2 separate regions of the Drosophila melanogaster genome follow, and region 2 is linked to region 1. The links are chromatin contacts, called in public Hi-C maps. All regions are on one chromosome and are shown on one strand. Each heading gives the region's core, a stretch centred on a gene start, on an enhancer-like site or on the middle of the called end of the contact. The rest is flanking DNA. Distances are from core to core; before and after follow the strand shown.

Evidence for each region. Hi-C and Micro-C count contacts between places; a contact is called where the count stands out from the background.
Region 2: a Hi-C map of the Kc167 cell line shows a contact between it and region 1, with 1.7 times the contacts expected there. The contact joins two enhancer-like sites. A contact is called at or near these places in 6 of 107 Hi-C or Micro-C datasets (the Kc167 cell line, the ML-DmBG3-c2 cell line, the S2 cell line and 3 more).

What each region holds. Positions count from the first base shown.
Region 1 is chrX:22,584,902-22,590,457 of dm6, forward strand. Cda4 (Chitin deacetylase-like 4) reads right to left here. Exons shown (of 8, transcript NM_167788.2): 7 at 3,564-3,949. Among named protein-coding and RNA genes, the nearest start is that of CG17601, 41 kb to the left of the region's middle. Within about 2 kb of position 2,285, at least 10 of the 39 cell types and tissues checked have an H3K27ac peak or open chromatin away from gene starts, as enhancers often do. A contact at or near this core is called in the Kc167 cell line, where this site is marked.
Region 2 is chrX:22,741,639-22,747,194 of dm6, forward strand. The region is part of intron 3 of lncRNA:CR44997 (long non-coding RNA:CR44997); the gene reads left to right. Among named protein-coding and RNA genes, the nearest start is that of lncRNA:CR44109, 22 kb to the right of the region's middle. Within about 2 kb of position 3,528, at least 3 of the 39 cell types and tissues checked have an H3K27ac peak or open chromatin away from gene starts, as enhancers often do. A contact at or near this core is called in the Kc167 cell line, where this site is marked.

The DNA of each region.
Region 1 (5,556 bases), core at 1,035-3,534:
ACGGTTCAACATTTCGCCATTATCCCACTTTCCCCTTTTCACTTTCCCACTTTTCCATTTCCCGTGAAGGCGAAGCTTCAGCTCCAGATCCAGATCCAGCTTCAGGTTCAGTTTGATCCAGGTCCGAACGGCAACGCAATCTTGAAAGTCATTCACACTAATTAAAAACTTCGTACAATTGTGCGAGAAATAGTTTCGCAGCAGCTGCTCTTTCAGTTACCCCATTTCCCCTTTCATCCATCGCCCGGTCAGATCTTTATAATTTTAGCTTCTCTCTCTTTCAGTTTGCCGTAAACTAATGCATGAGGTGTGAAACAGGTGAAAGGAAACGGTGGACGGATGGACAGAGACATGTGCCGCCGTTTTGGTGAAAATAAAGTTGAAATTTCTTTAGGTTTGAAAACGGCAAGAATAAAAAGTTTCAGCTCGGTTACCGCCCTGAAATTCTCTTGACTATGGTTTCCATTAAGATGCTAGCATTCGAACGACACTAATTTTGGAGATTTTATGACGGCTGCTCAAACAATTTCTCTAGCGATAAAAAACATTTCTAATTTGGTACATGTTTGCAAGCTGCAATAGGACCTACTAGTTTTTAATAAGTGCTCGTTCATAATGTTAATTTTATAACCAAAAAAATGCGGATTAAAGAATGATATCGTTATCGTCAATGGTATTCCAAACAATAAGTGCTACGATCTGATTTCTGATCATATGCCCATCAGTGCTGTTATTCACCTCAACTCAAGACACGTAGACAACAATTACTTCCTACGGTTCCTCTGTTGGGATTTTTAAAGCTGAATTGTGAAGGAGGATTAATCTAAGCTTGGACTTAAGTAGCGCTGAGGATATTGAGGGCACTATCCAAATATTCATAAGCAAAATACGAATAGCTACGGCTAACGCTAGCCCAAAGACCTCCCAACACTCTAGTCAACATCAAAGAGGGCTTTTGCCTCCAAGGATAAGAAAGGAATACGCTAGAATTGATGATACGCCTGTCAACTCAATATATAAAAGGTTAGCGAACCGACTTCAAAAGGTTCCGGCAAGCTAAAATTGACGTACACTTGGAGAATGCTAATCCGGATGGATCATTAAGCTACTCCCTCATGAAACTAACCAGACGATTTAAGAGACAAGTGGTGCCAAAAGCTCCAATAATAAATCCATTATATGGAAAATTAATAGAAATTTACAAGACTGATAATGATGATTGTAAGATTGGGCGTGGCACCAGGAATCAACAAACTTGAGCCGCGTCTATGTCCCTGGAAACTGTATGCTTAATTTTAACTCTCTAGCTTCTATAGTTCCTATCTCGACGTTCATGCGGACGGACAGACGGACATGGCTAGATGGATCGGCTATTGATCCTGATCAAGAATATATATACTTTATATAGTCAGAAACGTTTCCTTCTTCCTGTTTCAACGAATCTAGTATACCCTTTTACTCTTAACTTGCATGACAGCTATAGAAAACGTAATTGTTATTCTTTTGCAGGAAATTTGTGAAGCCATTGGGTCCGAAAACTTTTCTTTTAAACAGAGTAAACAAAAGCTAATCAAATCTTTTAAGACGGAAAACACCATGGCTTGTTTGGAATTAAAAACCGTTTATTCGAAGATAGCCATCATGTCCCTTCTACACGATAACAAAGATGACTGATAACATGGCTAACACACACAAGCACTCGGGAGCAAGATACACACAAGCTCATACCACAACTGATGCCGATGACGAAGTGCGATTCTATCAGCATACCTTCATTAAACAAGGTTAACGTCTCTTTTTGCTCGTACGGCGGGACTTTCCGTCTCTCTCTCTCTTTTGACAGCAAGCCGGGTTAGCCTTCTTCGGCTCACTAGCGTTGTTGTTGCTCGCATTAACATTGTTTTTAGTTAGCCACGACCCCTAATACCGCGGTCCTGTTTTGGCTTTTTGTGTTGTTGCCCGCCACGTTCCACGTTCTCCCTCCTCTTCGTGTATCCCTTTTCGTTGGCCTGCGCCAGCACTGATATTTTTGAAATGAAACTTTAACAAAATTAAACTTTTCTCATTAAAACGTGCGATTTTTTCCCTTCTTATCCTTATCCAAGCTACTGCTCGTGTTCTGCTGATGATTTTTTTAAACGCTGACCACATCGTCGCCATTGTGTGGTGGCCAAAAGGACGACGGCTGGGTCTGAGATTCCGTTGAGAGTTGTGCATATGGTTGAGTGACTGACTGCCAGCAGGATTGGCGATATGCACAGGAGAAAAATTCTCAAACACAACACTTATTTCCTACCACAGTGCCTCAAAGTATGCAGCAATGTATGTCAAGTCGGACACCTATTCTTACCGAAAATTACCATTAAATCAGAGATTACTAGTAGTGTCTATTTCATTATAAATATATTGTAGTAATGCATATATATTTCAGTATACATTGTATATTAAATAATCAGAAGTATATCCCGTTTTTTTCAATGCACTCTGCGCACAGGGGTGCTGTTTGCTGTTTGTAAAGGGCTAGTGTGGGCTCGTGGAGCCCAGCTCAACCTGTCGACGGACAGGCAACATGTGCCGACGCTTCTACAAGCAATTTTTATAGCAATTGCCAATTTTGCTACTGCTCCAGCTTTCTGCCTCTGCCTTTTGCGGCCCACTTTCTCCCTGCTTTCTCCCGCTTTTCTTTATTCCGTCTTCCGGCTCTCATCTCTCTTGGTTTTTTTTTTAATTGAATATAAAACTTGCCAGCGGCAATCGGCAGGAAACGCCAGCTGCCCATGTGTAGATAGAAGTAGATGGTATGAGAGAGGGAGCCTGTTCCAAAGTTGGCTTTCAATTATGAAAACACCAACAACAAAAATATACTATGTATAAGGCCAAAAATGGAAAAAGTTGAAAAAATAAATTTATGAAAAAAAAAAACGCAGTGTGCGCATATAACAGACACAGAAACCCCTAACGATGTAAAAAAAAAATATCTAGAAAGTATATCTCTGAAAAGATATACAATATCATAAAGATAAAGTTTTGTTTGATATCCAAAAAAGACGGAGTTTTCTTGCATTTTAAACAAATTAAAAGCGATATGACCCATTAAATGTATGATTAAGTATGTGGCTTTTAATCATGGGTGGTGGTGGGTCAAGCGTAGGTGTATTGTTATCGTAGGTAAGGTACTACAAACACCCAATGTATTGTTTTTTTTACTATCAATTTGAATGTAAATACGTCTCCAGATAAAGATGAAGCATAAATACTAATAAACAGTCAATTAAAACTTAGAGAGAAAGCTGTAGTCGAGTTGCTCGACTATCAGTTACCTGTCAAACATCTAATGAAAGTGGGCGAAATGTAGCAATATTTAAAAATAAACTTTTCACGTTGATATGGACAGATGCCTAGATCGTTGCCAAATGCTCTGAGTTCATAGATCTAGGTAGTCATTTCAATGGTATTGATTTTGGTGTAGTATGTTTATAGCGATTAAAACATTATTATCCATATTATCCGAAATATTGGTATTTTCCCCCAATATCCCTAGATATTAAGTGTATCAAACTCACAGTTCGAGGGCCCAGTCAAGGAATTTGTGGAGGCCGTTCTCCAGCGGCTTGGTCTGGAACCAGTTAGTGTGGAAGGGCATCATGTATGGAGCCTTGTTCTGTTCGTAGTAGCGCGAAAAGTCCTCCTGTAGCCACTGAAAGACCTCCTCCTCGTCTAGGTTGTGCAAGACGCACTGGTCGAGATAGGGACAGTGACCGCCCTCATAGCCCTCCACGTAGTGTGTGTTCAGGGGAACCTCCCAAACGCCGGGGAAAGTGCGCGACGGACAGGTGCCGCTCTTGCACTCGTGCGAGATCTTGTAATCGAGGGTGTACGGCCACACTGGCACGGGTACCGGTGGAACGGTGATCGAGCTGTCATAGATGTACCCAAAGTCCTCCAGCACCTGGTAGTAAAAAGCAGACAGTTTTGGCATTTAAGCAATTAATAAATAAATAAACAATACATTTACAATTTATACAACACTTTGTTTAAAAGAGGTAAAATATGGAAAGTTTAAAAATGTATTTTTGTCAAAAGTTTTATTTTTCAGTGACCAGACTAGCAATATGCTTTGTAATGTATACATTTGTGTATTTAATCTAGACATAATGGGCATTTTGTGTGGCCAGCCCAACAGCTTTAATTTTACGAATGTTTGGTAAAGCACGTTTATTTTCATCATCCGAAGCTGAACCGTTTTTAAAAAAAATCGTAGATTTCCAACTTGACGGTATTGCACGTTCGTCCTTCTGTTTGCCCCCTATTAATTTGGGACATAAATTTCTATTATGTTGGTTTTGCATTGTTGGCTTTTTGAAAATCGACTTTTGAAAAAATTGTATGCCACAGAAAAGATTTGTTATTTAATTGATTAATTGTAATAAAATATGCTTTCCCTTCCTAGGATGTAAGGAAAGCATCGCTTCACACAGACAAAATCCATGAGTGCGATACAATACAACATCGATGGGCGGTCACGTCGCTTACACTCTTTCATTTGGGCCCATTATCTGCATAAAGAGATTTGCCATGGATATGATTTTAAATGCATGAATGTGCCAACGACTCTGATCGAGATTTGGGAGGTGGAATGGGGAGCCTGGATGGATGGATGTCGTATAATGGAGCACTTGAACCGATGTGAACGTTCATGTATTGTGACATTGATGTCATGTCATGTCAACCAGAAATTTTCGTCGGAGTCAAATTGTGTGTGTTCGGTGGGTTGAGGTTACGGTTAGGTTGCCATTGCCTTATTGGATATCAACAAACTCAATTTCAATTTAAAACCAAGACCTCATCAATTTAAATGAAATAACTATCACATACAATGAGCAGATTTAAAAACAATGCATAACCTAAAAAATAAGGTTTTTATACCCGATCCTAGTAAAGTCAAAAATATTACCAAATTAACTGTAACAGGTAAAGGAACCGACCCAATAAAGTGTATATTTTCTTAAGTAGAATCAAGTGAGTCTTCTCGCACACTTCCGCCTGTCTGTCCGTAGTAAAGTAAAGAATATATAATATAATTGATAAAGAATCCAAATGACTAAATGACTAAATCTTTGGCAACCGGACGACTATATCATCATCATCATGTCATATTGTTCCGGAACATTAATTGACGACTCGTCTGGTAATCTTGATCCACTAGGTAGACACTTGACTGGTAGGAAACGCTTACTTATATTTTTAACACGCAAAAGTCGTGTACCTGTGTTTACTCTTCGAGGGACGTGTATACAAATTTTTATAAGCAGTTCCAACAATTACGGCCATTTAATGTTAGCACTTAATTAAGTTACCTAGGTAACTAATATGGTAAGTAACATATTTTGGTAAACACTTTACTGCTTAAAATCTATATTGTTGTCTTCAAACTCTTATAAAGTACAAATTTAACTTTACATTCAGATTGCCTTCTGTTTGTTTCCGAACCAATTGGGTACGTTTTCCCATTCAGTGTCGCGGCGTTGACAGAAACTGAAATTGCAGCTTTAAATG
Region 2 (5,556 bases), core at 2,278-4,777, 160 kb after region 1:
TTTATTTACTCTGGCTCAAATGTAGGAAAAAGCGGGTCAAAACAAGAGAGAATGGTATAGTCAACTGCGTGCGAACGAGTAATTTCATAATTTTTCTCGGATATCGAAAGATATTTGAGATAATAAAATCAAAAAAAAAAATTTTAAATTCTTCAAAAGTGTGGGCGTGTCCGGTTTGGTCGTTTTGTAGGTGAAAGGAGGGGCGTGGCCACAATGTATTTCGTATACAGATAAAAATTGGCATAACAAACAATAAAACAAAGAAAAATTTAAACACTTTTCCAAAGTGCTACAGTGGGCGTAGCAAATAATTTTGTTTTGAAAATTGATAGAAATTTAAAGGACTAATAAAATTATAAAATATCTAACAATTTTTAATAAATATGGGCGTGGCAGTTTTGGGCGTGGCAAAAAGTTTTTTTCCAAATCGATAGAAATTTGCAAGACTTATAAAAATATGAAAAATATCAGCACATTTTTCAAAAGTGTGGGCGTGGCAGTTGTGTGTGATTTGTAGGCGTTAGATTTGACGTGGCGTCTATATCTCTGAAAGCTGCATGCTCACTTTTATAGTTCTTGAGATCTCGACGTTCATTCGGACAGAAGGACATGGCTAGATCGCCTCGACTATTGATCCTGATCAAGAACATATATACTTACGAATCATGGTATACCATTTACTCTACGAGTAACGGGTATAATTAGGGTATTGTAACTGAATGATAAAGAATTGACCACCTTTTATCCGTTTCATAGCTTAGCTCAACTTGTGTGATTCTTTTGCTTCTTTATTATTATAATTTACGACTTTTTGACAAATTATCGGCAGCGCTTGAGAATGGCAACAAGCGTAAATTTGAATAAATTATTTATTTCCCAGAATTGATAGACAGCGGAAAGGATCGGCTGGGCGCCACTGGGCTAAGTATTGTGGGAGTTGGGCCTCGAGCATTACTTGTGGGTGCGGGCAGCTACAGGCTGAGAAGTGGCAACGATTGCCCCAAAGTACGTCGAACGATTCCCATTTCCCAGCTATTGAAAGCCTCTAAATACAAATATTTGCTGAAGGAAATTCGGGTGCAAGCTGGGTCGTGGCAGGGGAGTGGAGGAGCCATATTGAGCCGTGTAGCAACAGCTGTTGTAGGCCATGTCGGGGGCACTTAATGGCCATTGAGTCGGAGCTCCAATTTCTGGCTGAAAAGGCGAATTTTATCAATTCATAATTCATTCCACTGTGTAATTAAATTTTGCTGTGGCCACACTTAACAGCGCCAACTCCCAGGGGATCCTTTGTACTTTTTGGACATTCTGGCGTTCGGGGGTGGCAAGTATCTACCATCCGCAACATGGCTACAAATTGATGCGACCTTATCAATTTCCGTTTCATTTGACATTAAGAAAACTGTTAGCAGCTCTTCCTCAGCGTCCTTACTAATTATTCTCAATTTTATTACGCTCAGATTTTTATGGTTTGTGTCTTTAGTAATCTCAAACTAATCTCTGACCGCATCCACCGATGCCAAAACAGTCTTGGGGCCAAAAAACAAATATCAAAACATTTTCGGTTTGCTTTGGCTTGCTTTGGTTTGGTTTTTCATTTTCCATTCGTCGGTCGGTCGGCTTGCACTTTTTGTTTTCTATTTTTCTTCAGGCTTTTTTGGGGGTCCGGGGCTTTTGGCAAGTGCAACCAAATTGAAAGCAAAGCCAAGTCATCAAGCCGGGTGCTAGGGCGAATGTAATTGCTGCCAGATTGGAACGGAACGGGGGTCATCCAGGACCAGCCCAGGAGTTAGGTAAGCCACAGTCCTATACTATGTGTGCACTGAGAAAAAGCATTCCAATCGAGTAAAGCATTTGTTTCGCAATGAAGATAAATGAATCTTAGTCAGACGCCTTACGATGTATATAAATTCTCGATGAGCTATTACAGCAGAACCGCTATAGGCATGACTGTCTGACTGTGAGTTTATTCACAAAAAAGGTCCTATATATAAAGAACTTGACAAAAGTTTTCATTCAATTGCACGAAGTGTATTAAATTGAGACGTCCGTACTAGGCAACTATATTTAAAGGATAGGATTAATTGGAAAATTTAGTTTGCAAGGTTAATTGACTTTCAAATTCTGGAAGGAATTTGCATTATTGGTAGTCGGTTGGTGGCGGTTAAGGTGGCTCGGACTTAATTTTTTCCGTGTCTGTAACTCAAACAAAGAACTGCGCCATGAAGTCAATGGCGTCAGATAAGCGACCAGACTTCGTAAACACAACGCGTTTTTCTCGATGCCATCTCCGAAAAAGAGCAAGCAAATGTAAATCGGCTGCAAAATTGGTTTCCTCCTCAAATGCGATTACAAATTGATGAGCCAGCCAACAGAGAAAAAGTATTAGAAAACAAGAGAAAATGCTAGAGTCGAGTTCCCCGACTATCAAATACCCGTTACTGAGCTAGTGTGAATGCGAACGCGAAATTTCATCATTTTTTTGGGATATCGATAGATATTGGGAAAGAAAATTTGACAACATTTTAAAAGTGTTCAAAAATGTGGGCGTGACCGGTTTGGAGGCTTTAGGGCTTTAGAGTGGGTGCGGCAAAAAGTTTTGTTTTGAAAATCGATAGATATTTAAGGGAATAATAAAATTATGAAAAAGTATTCAACAATATTTTAAAAAGGTGGGCGTGGGTGGTTATAGGGTGTACTCTAACAAAAGTGGAAAAAAGTTTTAATTTCCTTTTGCAAATCCATCCATCCATGCAAATCAATGCATTACAAGATTAATAATATTATAAAAAAAAATAACCAAAACCATTTCAAAAATGTGGGCAGTTTTGGGTAATTTTAGGGCGTTAGGATGGACGGGGCAAAATGGGTCAACAAACTTGCGGTGCGTCTATGTCTTTCAAATCTGTATCTGTATGCTGAATCTCAACTTTTTGCTTTTATAGTTCCTATGATCTATCTAGACGTTCATACGGATAGACGGACAGTCGGACAGACGGACATGGCTAGATCGACTTGGCTATTTATCATGGTGAAGAATGTATATACTTTTTATAGTTGGAAACGCTTCCTTCTACCTGCTACACACATTTCAATGAATCTAGTATAACCTGATACCCTACTCACCATAAACTACGAGTAACGTATAATAAGCCCACAGAGGATAAGGGAGCAAAAACAGGGGGAACAGGAAAGTTTACAGAAGGGCCTAAAAAGTCACAGTCGGATTAAATACAGACATCCGAAAATTACACACCATTGAGCCTTAAGACCCTGCTAAATCGAAAAGCAACCCCGGCAGCCAGAAGTCATTGAATTCAGCTACGAACTTTAAGGCTACAGCTGCGGAACTTCAAGGAAAAGTTCCCAAACCCACTAAAGGGTCCCTCATTTAATGCCAAGAATAATTTCTAATTATAAGGGCACACACACATGGGCAAATATTTAACGAAATTATTAATGTACACAGGACGAGAGCTTTCATTACACATTTTATCCCGAAAAGTATGCACCATTTCCACACAGCCCGCCATTGTGCCCTCTTTTCCTATGTCCCTGGCACACCAACTCACTCAAGTGCTCAACGCAGCGCACAAACAATTAAAAACCGTAAATGTCCCCACATGACAAAGTGTGAACTTAATTTCATTTCTGTAATTTACAAATGGTGACAGGAAGGGGTCCATGATAATAACCAAAGAGAAAGCGTTGTGAGAAGAACTAAATATAAATGAAAATGCTTTCTCCGAAAGCCACAAAAACGGAACGGCATCGGAGTATCGGAAGGGCGTAAGGATCGGCAGGACCTAAGCCAGTTGCCAGGCAACTCCTTCGACAATAACAAGCCAAACGAAGCACACATAAATGAAAGTAATTTTCCAAATACTTATGTGTGCAGTAGTTGCATTGTGCGACTCAGTGGGTACCGTCATTTTTCAAAGCTTAATTTCCACAAGAAGGCAAAAACGACAGGAATATACCTAAAAAAAACGAAAACAATAAAAACCAACTAAGTGCACTGGCAGGGTAAAACAAAACTTCAATGTAATGAAGCCGAAAGCAAAACACGTTAAAATATCCCTGCAAAGAAAAGAGCCAAAATGGAAAGTGGAAAACATGGCAGCATTGAGTCCTTTTTTTCAGCGAAAAGCGGGCGAAAGCTTTTCCTAGAACGCAAAGAATATTAACAGAATGTGCATAACGAGGTACTCAAAATGAAATGCAAGTAATGTGTAAAATCATTCCAGAATTCCAATGTGAAACAATTTAAGAGAAATGGCTAAACGAAAGGAATGCAATTTCGTAAGGATATTATGAAACAAAAAACGAATTTGGTTAAGTGTGGGGTAAAAATTAAAATAATTAACAAGATTTATTTATGAATTTTATGAATGAATTTTATTTATAGGGCGAGTTAAAATAAATAACTTCTTAAGCAAAGCCCATCAAGTAAACCAGCTATCAGCAGTGTCTATATTAGAATAGCTTACGTAAAATGAGAACAAAGAACGAAAGATGCAAGAAAAATGTCAACTTATAGTAGTAGCAAGTCCTTTCCAGCCAAGGGCTGCCTGCATCCTGTTGCTGAGTCTCTTTCAAATAATTTCCGAATCGCTGGGAGCTTTGCTCAAATGCATAAGCTCAGGCAAGCCAAACCAAACTAATACAGATACTTGGCGAAGGGAACTCGAGTCCCGAACCCTCGCCTTGAGCACGCCACACACTTAAGCTTATCCGGGATTTGGCTTCCTAATTCATTCATTTACCGCATATCCCTTCAGCGCAGACTGAGCTCCGCTCGATTCTGCCAAACAAAGGGACTGCAGCTGCATCAAGAGTTTGCTACAAATTGCCGAAGCACTCGACATCCGCTCAACTAAACGCATCGCAGTCAAAGTCGCATTCATAACCCTCCCAGCCCAAGCCCGAGCCCGAGCCCGAGCACGGGCCAGGGCCCAATCCCAATCCTCAATTCCAGAGCATTTCCCTGCTGCTTGTTTAGACGCGGGACTGCAAGTCCTCAGAGCCGGCATTACGCATACGACGCGTTGCCCCGCGCAAATGAAGTTAGTACTGCACTTAGGCGGGCGTCTGGTGCACTGCGAGAAACAACACCACCGAAATGGTTAAAAACTGAACATCCGTTACTAGCTTCGCCTAGCACAAAACTTGATTTTAAAACAATGAATGAGATTGTAGAAACACATTGGTTTCTTGCAATATTTGAGCACCTGTGCAACCAGTCTAATGATACACAACTTTAGCTTAAACAAAATGTTACGTATGATATTCAATAGCGTTTTTTTTTACGTTTTAAAAACCTTTAAAGTGCAGTTTCATTTTAACATATACTTGTGTGACCTTTTTTCGCTGTGCCTGGAATCCGAGGAAGTTCATGAAACATTCATTAAGAACATTGTGGTTGTCCTTTTTTCAATTCTGCGTGTTCCTTCAGCCGTTTTGCAAAGTTTCAAGAGTGTGCATTCCCAGCGAAAGTTGCATTTTAATGGCGACCTGATGATAGGAACATCCTTTCGCACCAGAGGACGTATGAGC